Regions from separate parts of the Mus musculus genome. Here region 2 is linked to region 1. A link is a contact called in public HiCAR-type data. All regions are on one chromosome and are shown on one strand. Each heading gives the region's core, a stretch centred on a gene start, on an enhancer-like site or on the middle of the called end of the contact. The rest is flanking DNA. Distances are from core to core; before and after follow the strand shown. Region 1 overlaps Mical2 (microtubule associated monooxygenase, calponin and LIM domain containing 2). Region 2 overlaps Tead1 (TEA domain family member 1).

The links. HiCAR-type assays count read pairs that join an accessible place to other places.
Region 2: a contact with region 1 is called in a HiCAR-type map of astrocytes, with 2.6 times the contacts expected there. The contact joins two enhancer-like sites. A contact is called at or near these places in 2 of 115 datasets of contacts at active chromatin or transcription factors (astrocytes and embryonic basal ganglia).

The regions. Positions count from the first base shown.
Region 1 is chr7:112,334,226-112,339,298 of GRCm38.p6, reverse strand. It overlaps Mical2 (microtubule associated monooxygenase, calponin and LIM domain containing 2), which reads right to left. Exons shown (of 26, transcript NM_001193305.1): 19 at 4,143-4,361; 20 at 3,869-3,970; 21 at 2,325-2,450. Among named protein-coding and RNA genes, the nearest start is that of Micalcl, 38 kb to the left of the region's middle. Within about 2 kb of position 2,773, at least 61 of the 459 cell types and tissues checked have an H3K27ac peak or open chromatin away from gene starts, as enhancers often do. A contact at or near this core is called in astrocytes, where this site is marked.
Region 2 is chr7:112,881,653-112,886,725 of GRCm38.p6, reverse strand. All of the region lies in intron 10 of Tead1 (TEA domain family member 1), which reads right to left. Among named protein-coding and RNA genes, the nearest start is that of Rassf10, 70 kb to the left of the region's middle. Within about 2 kb of position 2,640, at least 111 of the 459 cell types and tissues checked have an H3K27ac peak or open chromatin away from gene starts, as enhancers often do. A contact at or near this core is called in astrocytes, where this site is marked.

The sequences.
Region 1 (5,073 bases), core at 1,524-4,023:
AATGTCCCAGTTATGTGCGGTGGTGGCACACGCCTTTAATCCCAGCACTTAGGAGGCAGAGGCAGAGGCAGAGGCAGAGGCAGAGGCAGAGGCAGAGGCAGAGGCAGGCAGATTTCTGAGTTTCAAGGCCAGCATGGTCTACAGAGTGAGTTCCAGAACAACCAAGGCTACATAGAGAAACCCTATCTCAAACAAAACAAAACAACCTCAAACAAAACAAGACAAAAAACCAAAAACAATCAATCAAATCCCAGTTACACATCCGTCTTAGAATGGGTGGCTGGGGTTGGTCTGGGAATTGGAAAGGCAGAGGATCAAGTCCACAGAAACAAGGGACAAAGCTCCAGCAGAGGCAGGGCCATCTCAAAGCCAGTCTCAGTCAGTCTCTCCCTCCCCAGGTTTGGTGTTTCCCTTGGGCAGGTTGTAGGCTGGTATCTCTGACAGAGCTCTATCCATCTGCTTCAGACGGATCACCGACCGTGACTGAGAAGGGTCTCTATGATGGTTGACAGGGATAAGCTGACTGTTGACAAGAGTTTGTCAGACCCAGGTTCTATCTCCTGCTATGACTTAGGAGGTAGAGGAATATCAGGGACCCAGAGAGGGAGGGCTTTGTCAAGGTCATCTTTGAAGGGCTCAGGAAGCAGAAGAGGGGCTAGGCAGTGAGACTCAAGGTGGCTCTGGCTGACTAATGGAGCCACTGCCTGGCCCATGGTCAATGCCTTCACCCCATGATTCCATCAAGATCAAAAGTGGAGGCGATGTTTCCCATGGCGGGAAGCAGCTCCCTGGATAGAAAGTCTATCCTGAGACCTTGCTGATGGTGCTGGCAAATATGCCCATCTCCACCCACATAGCTCACCACGATGTGAGCCAGGATCCCCCTTTACACTGGGAGTGGGGAGAGCAGAGGCTCTGATGGGCCAGGGGGCTTAAAGGCAAACAGCTGACGGATGTGCTGACGCTGACACTGATGCTCAGGATGCAGCTGTGTTTATACCGTGACCATGCCTGTTTTTCAGTAACACTGGGAATCAGGAGGGTCTGTGTCACCTCCTCCTGATCTTTGGGGGAACTTTATGCCCATGGGGAACAACCTGGAGGGGGCCACGTAATAAGATTTCATCTTTCTTTGGAGATTCTTTTTACGAATATCTCCCTACAGATGCTCAGGGTGCCAATGGGAACATAACAAAATGAGGGACAACTTGGAGGGTTTTTTTTTTTTTTTTTTTTGCTAAGAGAACAGCACGAAGCTGGAGGTACACCAGCTCAGGAACACAGAAGCAAACTGGGAGTCAGGGACCTTCAGACAGGGAGCGTTCAGCCCTGTATGCTGACCTCTGCAGGAGACAGGCCAACAGCAGACTGTGAGCTCAGCGGAACAGTTTGGCTCATCCTGGAGGTTAAACATGTGCCCTCGATCCAAGCTAACTCTTGTTCATAGAACAGTTGACTCTCCACTGAGTCAGGGCTGGCTCCCTACCTCGCTCCCTCTGAGCTAGCTAGCTTCTGTACTGCTACCCAAATCATCCTTCAAGAATATAGGGTGGATCTTTCAGGAGCTCGCTGTAGCCTAGTCAGAGGATGAAACTCAAGAACATGCTGTCAGGGCCGTGTGAGACCCTCTGCACGTCCTCACACACTGCGGTGACCACACCACAGTGTCACACCCCAAAGCTGGTGATATCAGACATTCTGCCCTCTCATTTCTGCCCTGTCAGCCATGTCTGCTCACCTTTACATACACTGACCACTTCCTAACACACCCTAGCCCCACACCTCTGTCTAGAAAACTGTTCCCGTGGAACCTTCCACACAGGTCTCCTATCATTGCCTCCCAACTCTTCCCGGGCTTCCTTCTGTTTCTATAACCTACATCTAACACAGTTCATGAATAGTACCGTATTAAGCTCACTGGGTCAAATTGTCATTTGCTTAGGTCAGGCACGCCACATATCAGCAGCTCCACATATTAAACGTGTGATTATTATTATGATGGGGGTGGTGTCTCTGTTCAGATGATAGCAATGGGTCCAAAGCTTCTCTTTAATTTCTCAGTGCCTGGGCAGGGCCAGGCATCTGGGTCCATGATGAATGTTTTATGTGTGAGAGAGACGCTCACAGTGCAGGCTGGAGCTGTTCTGCTACATGTATGCGCTAACACAAAACCCAAATGGGATCTAGGGCTTTTGTACAATATCTAACAAACTCCCATCCCAGCCAAGCCTGGCTCCAGATGTTTGGCTGTGCCGGCCAGATGGAGCCCGAGAACAACTCAGAACATGCAGGGGTGGGGGGAGGCGATGATTCAGTGCCACTACCTTTCTGGCAGGAGAAACAGAGTCGGCAGCGGGTGGAGAGGAAGCAGCAGCTGGATGAGGAGACGGAAGGCAAGAGGGAGGAGATGGAGGATGAGCGTGAGGCACGCGTTTAGATAGGAGCTTATCCTGAACGGAACGGAGACAGAATAAAGATAGGATTATAGCTGCGGCAGGCGTAGCAGTCGCACTTTAGACATACCCATGGAGGAGCAGACACTGAGGCCCGTGTCTCAGGATGACACAGAAGTGTGTCTTTGGAGCCAAGTGGGATTATGTAGCTCCTGGCTGGACTATACTGTGCTTTAGTTTCAGCTCCCTGAAGAACCCCCGAGGAGACCCATTCTGCTCCTGCCTAGAGCTGCCCCAGACTGCAATGCTTATGAGAAGCCCTCATAGAGTTTGGTATGAGGGAGCAGCTGCAGGCTTAGGAGGGGAGAAGCCCGCGCCAGCCGGGGCAGACTGCCATAGCTGGGGCTTCTGCAGCTGTAGGCACATATTCGCTGGCCTCCAGGAGGCTGCTAGAGCCCTGGCAATGAACTCAGTGCAGAGCATCCCTCTGTGCATGACTCCAGCGACAGCTGGAGACACAAGAGGAGGCTGGGTGAAGCTAGCAGAGATGTGTCCTAGAGACAGCTTGCTGAAGAAGAAGGAGGATTTCGCAAGTATACTCCCACTCCCACCTCCAGGGCTTCACTACTACTCTTTCAGTTCCTGCTATGCAAACACCTTCTTTTTCTACCAGTCTCTGAGTAAGTAGGTGGTCTGGAGGAAGCTGTACTTCTCAGGCTAAGGCAAGCTTTCTGGCATCAGCTTAGTATTGCTGTTTTGAGAGCTGAGGTTGAGGCATAGCTTTGGCTCACCAATCGGTGCCTCCCTGACTGGGAGGGGTGGGGTGTAAGGGCACAAGAATTTGGCTCGCTTTCACCTTTAAGGCACCCAGAGCCTTGCAATTGACCAGCAGTCCCTGCTTGCAGTGACTCTCAGGAGGCTCACAGTCTACTTAGAAATTAGCTAAGCACGCATGTATCCACAAGCCACATGCATCCCAGGATAACTACAAACATGACCAAGCATATCCATGCATGACAGTGTCACATCCCAAAGTCAAAAGACTAGATACCCTTGACTAAGGTTGTTCCCTTTGATTTAACGTTACTTTGTTTAGACTCAAGGTTTCACTATGTAGCTCTGGCTGACCTGGACCTCACTGTAAAGACCAGGCTGGCCACAAGCTCACAGGGATTCACCTGCCTCTGCCTCCTGAGTGCTGGGATTAAAGGCATGTGTCACCACAGTCAGACCTACTAAGATCTCAATGGGGCATGCTTTTGACTTGAGTTTATTTTTCTGTCTCCATTTTCCTTTGTCATAATGTGTCTACCTTCTAAAACCTGTGCATTTGGGTCTCTAAGGCACAAGCTCAAATTTATCAATGGCTTAAAGAGTGAATTTCTTCTTATACTACAGAAAAGCTTCTAGGGCTGGTCCAGGTCGGCTAGACACTCAGCCCTGGTTCCCGAAGACTCCGAAAGCCCCTGGTTTACCTGTGGTAAATCCCCGTGTCCAAACATGGAGGCCAGGTGAGCTGCCTTCTCTTTAATGTTCTTTGTGTGAAATTCCCTGTTAGCCAAGTTCTGGGCCCTCTTCTGCAGTCAAGGTGAGAAAGGAGAAGGATAGAGACAGTGGCCATGACGGTTGCCACCAAGGGAGAGGGGAAGGAGTGAGCCAGGTTTGTCTCCTCACACACAGAAGGGAGGGACCCGGCTGAGGAGCAGGTGGGATGGGACATGGACACAGGCAGGCAGAGAGGACGGTCACCTGAAGCACCTTTTCTTCTACTTGCTGTAGGCGCCGCAGCACCCCGGACAGGGCCAGTGCCCCTTGGCAGGTGCGAGGCAGGGTAGCGAGATTTTCAACCCCACCCAGTTGCAGGTCTGACTTGGCCCTGGCTCTCCAGGGTCTGCTGGGGCACTCGCCACTAGCCGGTACTTGGTTGAGTTCTCTGAGCACCTGTCCTGTTGCCACCGTGGAGGAGAACTGAGAGAGAGGGGGAAGTCAGCTTCTTTCCCTGTATAGACCCCACCTCCATGAGGAACCACATGAGACAGAGACAGAGGGCATGGCAGCAGGTGCCACCTTGAGAAAGGTCACAGAGTAGCCTGAGTGGAGGAGGAACTTCTACACTTGTGTTGGTATCTCCAGCACCCTGATCAGCAGTACTCAGTCCTGGGCCTAAGAGCCCTTACCCCAGACAAACCTCTATAACTTCAGTTCCCATGAGTATCTGTATTCTGAGACTGTCTAGGATGCTAAGGAAGGCCTGGCCCATCCCTGTAGAGACTGTGATTGATCTAAGTATGCATGAGCATTTCTCACCCTCAGAGGACTGGCAAGCACACAGAGACATCATTGCTGCATTAGTCCTCACTGACTGCTGTCCTCCTCTGCTATGAGAGCAACACACCAGACCCAGTGCTGACCAGGTGACCCTGGGATGCGTGGGTCCTCATCCTGACTCCGACCAGATTCCAAAGCCAGAGATGGGATAAGCCACAGTTTCTTCACGTAGGCTCTGGCTGCTCAGACATCCGGAAAGGCTTTCACCATGCCTCAGCCTCAGCTCTTCAGTGGATGTACCCATGAGGCCTCCCTGATTCAACTCCACTATTACTTTTTCAGTAACTTGGAGACCAGCTTCTTCACTAGCTCTCTATACTAAGCCATGACATGGGATTCCCCATAGTGCCAC
Region 2 (5,073 bases), core at 1,391-3,890, 550 kb before region 1:
TTCTGTTCCTTCTCCATCACTCTTCCCAGAGGGTTGCACTGGACTCAGGTGGTAAATATAAGCTATCCTCCCATCTGAACCTTAGCCCCTTCCTGCGCCTCGTGAGTAGTGTGACATAGTCACAGACCCCTTAGATACAGGCATGGCACTCCTTGGGACAGCACGACTCTGCCTAGCACAGTTGCTGACAAAGCAGACATAAAGGCTGTTAAGAAAAAAGCTTCTGCTTCAGTCAAGTGGATGGAACCTCTGGCCTGGCTGGTGACCTAACACTGCTGGGCATGGACAAGGACCTGGCTAAGGGGCTGCCCTTCTGGAAGATGGCACGACTCCTAGGAAAGGCTTCACCTAAAGCCATGCTAAAGAGAAAGGAGTAATAATTGGTGCTTTAATGATACATTATACTTTTCTCCCACAGTTCCTGCCCCTAAGGCAGCCGAAGACTGGGACCACAACTGTAGGGCTCCAGGACCCCGCCCACTTTCCTGAATTACTGAGAAAAGCCTAATCTTTCCTTTCCTCCTTCCGAACCAAGCATGCTTCCTCGGGTTTCCTTACGCTTTCTCTGAAGCCCTTCGGTCTGACCTTCATAGCAGTTTAACTGAAGTGGCATGGCAAGCAGTGCTGGCATTTGCAGTTTGTCTGCCCTGTGGACTTCTTTATAAACTCTAAAGCAACTGTCTTCTCACTCCCTTTGGGTCCATCCTTAAATTCTTTTATTAATGACACTAAGAGCTCCAGAACTGTTTCCCCGGATCACTGCTTCTGGTAGCTTCCATCAGAATCTCCAGGTGCTGGAGGGCAATTCAGACCCTCTCTTCAGTTTCGCTGAGTTCTCCTAGTCTCTCCCAGTCTCTCCAGCAGGCTCTATCCTAGGCTCAAATTACAAATCTATTTTCGTTAAGCCTCCCCCGGTGTTAGATTCTCTTCTATCTAGTCCAGATATTCCAGGAGCCACTTCACCTGTCACTGCCTCGTCTCTGTCATCAGAACAATGGCACGGGCAGCGAGACCTCGCATGTCTCATCTTTACCAGAGAGAGTGACATGAACAACTGCTGTGGAGCAGTGGGGACTGGAGCACAGCAATGCACATGCAAGCTGCAAGCTGCAAGCTGCTGTATTGATGAAGCACCGGCCACTACTTCTTTTAACTCCACAACCAAAACACTGACCAGGACAGAGCCTCAAGTCCTATCTACAGACACCTTCCCCAGTACAATCAATAAACATGATGATGGCCATCAATTCAGTCCACATGGGTGCAAATAGCAGGCTGGCTTTTTCCCAGGTAAACAAAGCAGGATGCTTCCCTGGTTTGTGAGTTCCATGACACATCTGGCATATAAGGTGTAACTACTCAGACAGATACAAACCCACCACTCTCCACAAGTCATGAGCAGAGACACATTATGGAATTTCCTCCAGAAACCAACAAAAAAGAAGTTACTAACACGCTGAGTGGATTAAAGGCTCCAAGATCTGTTTGTAGGCAAGTTCTGGAAAGCAGGGTAGGGGCAGAGGCAGGTGTCAAAGGCAGGTCAAACAAACAAAAATATACCAACAAAAATATACCGCTGGGGCTGGGGATGTAACCCAGTCGGGAGAGTGCTCGACTACTATGCATGAGGATTTAGGTTTAGTCTTTTGCCTTCATAAACCAGGAATGTTGGCACATGCCTATAATCTACACATGGGATGCAAAAGCAAGAGGATCAGGAGTTCAAAGCCAGCCTTTGCTACATGAGACACTTAAGGCATGGCTTCTCCTCATTGTCCTCTTATTCAATATACCTATTTATTCAAAGCTATGGTTCACTGTTCAATTTCATGGATTAGGGGTTGGGGGGGAGACCTGTGCTTTGGGGCAAACATGAAAAATGCAATTATCAGTCCAGTGTGGTAGTCCATGCCTTTAATCCCAGCTCCTGGGAGGCAGAGGCAAGTGGATCTCTGTGAGTTCAAGGCCAGCCTGGTTTACAAAGAGAGTTCCAGGACAGTCAGACTGTTACACTGAGAAACCCTGTCTTGGGTAGGGAGAAAAAAAAAATCTTTAAAATGAAGCCTGGTCTAGGTGTGTGGGATCCAGACCCTGAAGAGGGGACAGGGCAAAGGGCCAAGGACAGAGAAACTGTCCCTGCAAACCCTGTGGCCTCTGGAGAACTGGCTACAAGGGAGCTGACAGCCCACATAGAAAGGACACTTGGCGGTGTCACAGGCTAACAAGGCAAAGCTTGCTGGGTGAGTAAGGAGAGAACCCCTAAGGTAAAGACATAAAGGGGCAGGGGCAGCCTGTGGACATACCCTTCCAACTTATCTCCCTTCATTTTTGAGTGTGCAGAGGGCTGGGCAGGAATTATGAGGTTATAGAAATGAAAACCATCCAGGACTGTCCTTGACAAGAGCCAGTGTAATGGGAACTGATGGATGGGCCGTTTTCAAACCACCACTTTGAATCTCCCCTCTGCATCCTCTCTGAGCCATGATCAAAGGACCAAGATTTCAAATTGTGAAGCAATTTTTTCCCAATGGCAGCATCTGGCTGCTTGGCAGGCGGCACCAGGAGCTGGGCCTTGCTGTGGGCGGCTGTCCAGGCCTGCCACATGGTGAGGCTAGGCCAGGCAGGGCACGCCTTGCGGGCTTTGCAGCTGCTCCCACAGGCGCCAAAGGACAATTGCTCTGCACAGGGCAAAGGGGCCCTGAGAGACTGAGCTTAACTAGGGAGCGAGGGGGTAGGTTTGGAGAGAGCTGGCAGCCCCAGAGCCCTCCCACACTGCTTCATTTGCATGCCCACCCCACAGGATTCAGGGGTCTGGGCAGGGGAGGCCTGCGTTGTGCTGGACACCGCTCCAGTTAGACAGCCTGCCTATGGGGACAGGGAAGGAAGGGGCTGCCAGCAGGGAAGTGGGCCCCTGAGTGCAGCCATTCACTGGAGTCTGTGTGCCCTGACACAACACCACTGAAGCAGAGGCCACAGCTGTTTTAAATAAGAATAACAGGAATAAACTCAGCCAGCCTAGCTCTTCAACTTACTTCCCACTAATTATGGCATATATTTACATCCACAAAATAGACGATTTTTAAAAACACCACCGGGACCCTTTATTGTGCAGACTGCACACCCCCATTTGAATTTCATAAACATTCAGTACTTCAAAGAATCTTAAAAGCTTGCTCTAATTACAATAAGCCTCGTCTGAAAAGGCTGTCTGTTTGCATTGCAAATTTCCCACCAATGCAAGTATTCATTTACAAAAATGCAATTAATATTACCCACACAACTCCAGGTAAGGACCCACTGTAGGCTTCAGGCTGGAACTGTCATAGACTCAAGGTCTTAGCCCTACCAACTAAGTCTCTGTTCAGACTGCTTGCTTTCCAACTGAGCCAGGTAATGAAGTCCTGGGCGTCCAGCGGAGGTGGCCTGACCTTACCTAGTTCATCAGTGTACAAAGAATGCTGCCACTTTCCCAGGTTGTTGCTTATTTAAGAGGGACATTCCATCCATGAAATGTCCCTCTTAAATAAGCAACAACCACCAGGCAACCAATCACACACAGTGAAATAACAGCTGTACGTGAATAAGCTATAGGTTACCCAGTGAAACCTGCATGGCAGATACACATCACCAGTACTTTGGTACACAAGCGTTCCAGTGATCTCATAGACACTAGCTCTGGGATTTAAATTTAAATGGGAAGGCCTCAGTGTTAGTTACTCCCCCAATAATTCTACTAATGCTAATGAGTCATCTTTACTAAAAAGAACAAAAACTAAGACATATCCTCAAATGCTGACTGCTGTAAGAAAATGTCCTAATTGTATACAAATACTGTATCCATCCATGTACAACCCTCAGACTGGGTTGACAGGTAACTGGGCCTAGAGTCTGTCTCACATTTTATATCGTATTCTTTTATCTTCTTGAATTACTTGTAACTAACTTGTATTACTTTCAAAAGATTATAATTTTTATTCTTTTCCTGACTGTGTGCATGCACGACTGCGTACATGAGTGCAGGTGTACAGGGAAGCCAGGGGTGTTTGATCTGTGGGAGCTGGAGCTACGGGTGGTGCTGAGTCACCGACTGGGTGTTGGGATCTGAACTCTGGTTCTCTGGAGAAGCAGTTCATGCTTTCAACTGCTACGCTCCAAGCCGCCTTCTCTCTAGCCCCCTACTTTTAAATGTGAGACAGAGTGGTGATAATGGATCTTGATTGAGCATCCAACAGACTAGAGGGTTCCTTTGTGACTAAGGGTGTCAACTCGGTTTTAATGGAACTACAAACAAGAACAAAAAACAAAACAAGTGTGGGAAGGACATTGCCCCTCTGTCTGTCCCTGTCTGTCCCTCTGTTCAGTGGCAGCTCTCCTAAGACAGTGATAATGTTTAAACACACACAGGAATGGCTGCACCCTGTCCTCAGTTTTGCTAGCAAACACAGCCCAATGATCCAGGAGAGAACGCAGTTGAGGACTGGCCAGCAGCTGGCAGAGGGATTCTCCCAGCGTGCTCTAGGCAACTCCCAAAGGAAGAGATTCTATGTGGCTTCTACAGGTCAGATAACTGACTCACCTTTTCTCAGGTTCACAGAATTCTCTGACATCTGTATGGTTCCCAAATTAACCTCACTTTTTAAATTCCTTTAAAAAGTGGTTATGCAGGCATGGTGTTATATAGCTTTAATCCCAGCATTTGGGAGGCAGAAGAAGGCAGATAGATCTTCATGAGTTCAAGGCTAGACTAATCTACATAGTGAGTTCTAGGGCAGTCAAGGTTACATGATAATTAATTATGTAAAATTAAGTGAGCATGAACATATTGTTATTTATAGTGAAAAAAGCATTATTTAAAAATATAGTAAAGGGGCTGGAGAATAGAGGATCTTGTTTGAACTTCCAGCACCCACGTGGCAGCTCACAACTATCTATAACTCCAATTTCAAGGACCTGGAACACCCCACACAGACATATCTACAGGCAAAACACCAATGCACATAAAATAAAAATAAATGAATCTTTAAAAAAAAAAGGAAATAGGGTAATACATATCTTAGTTCCTAAGATGTAACT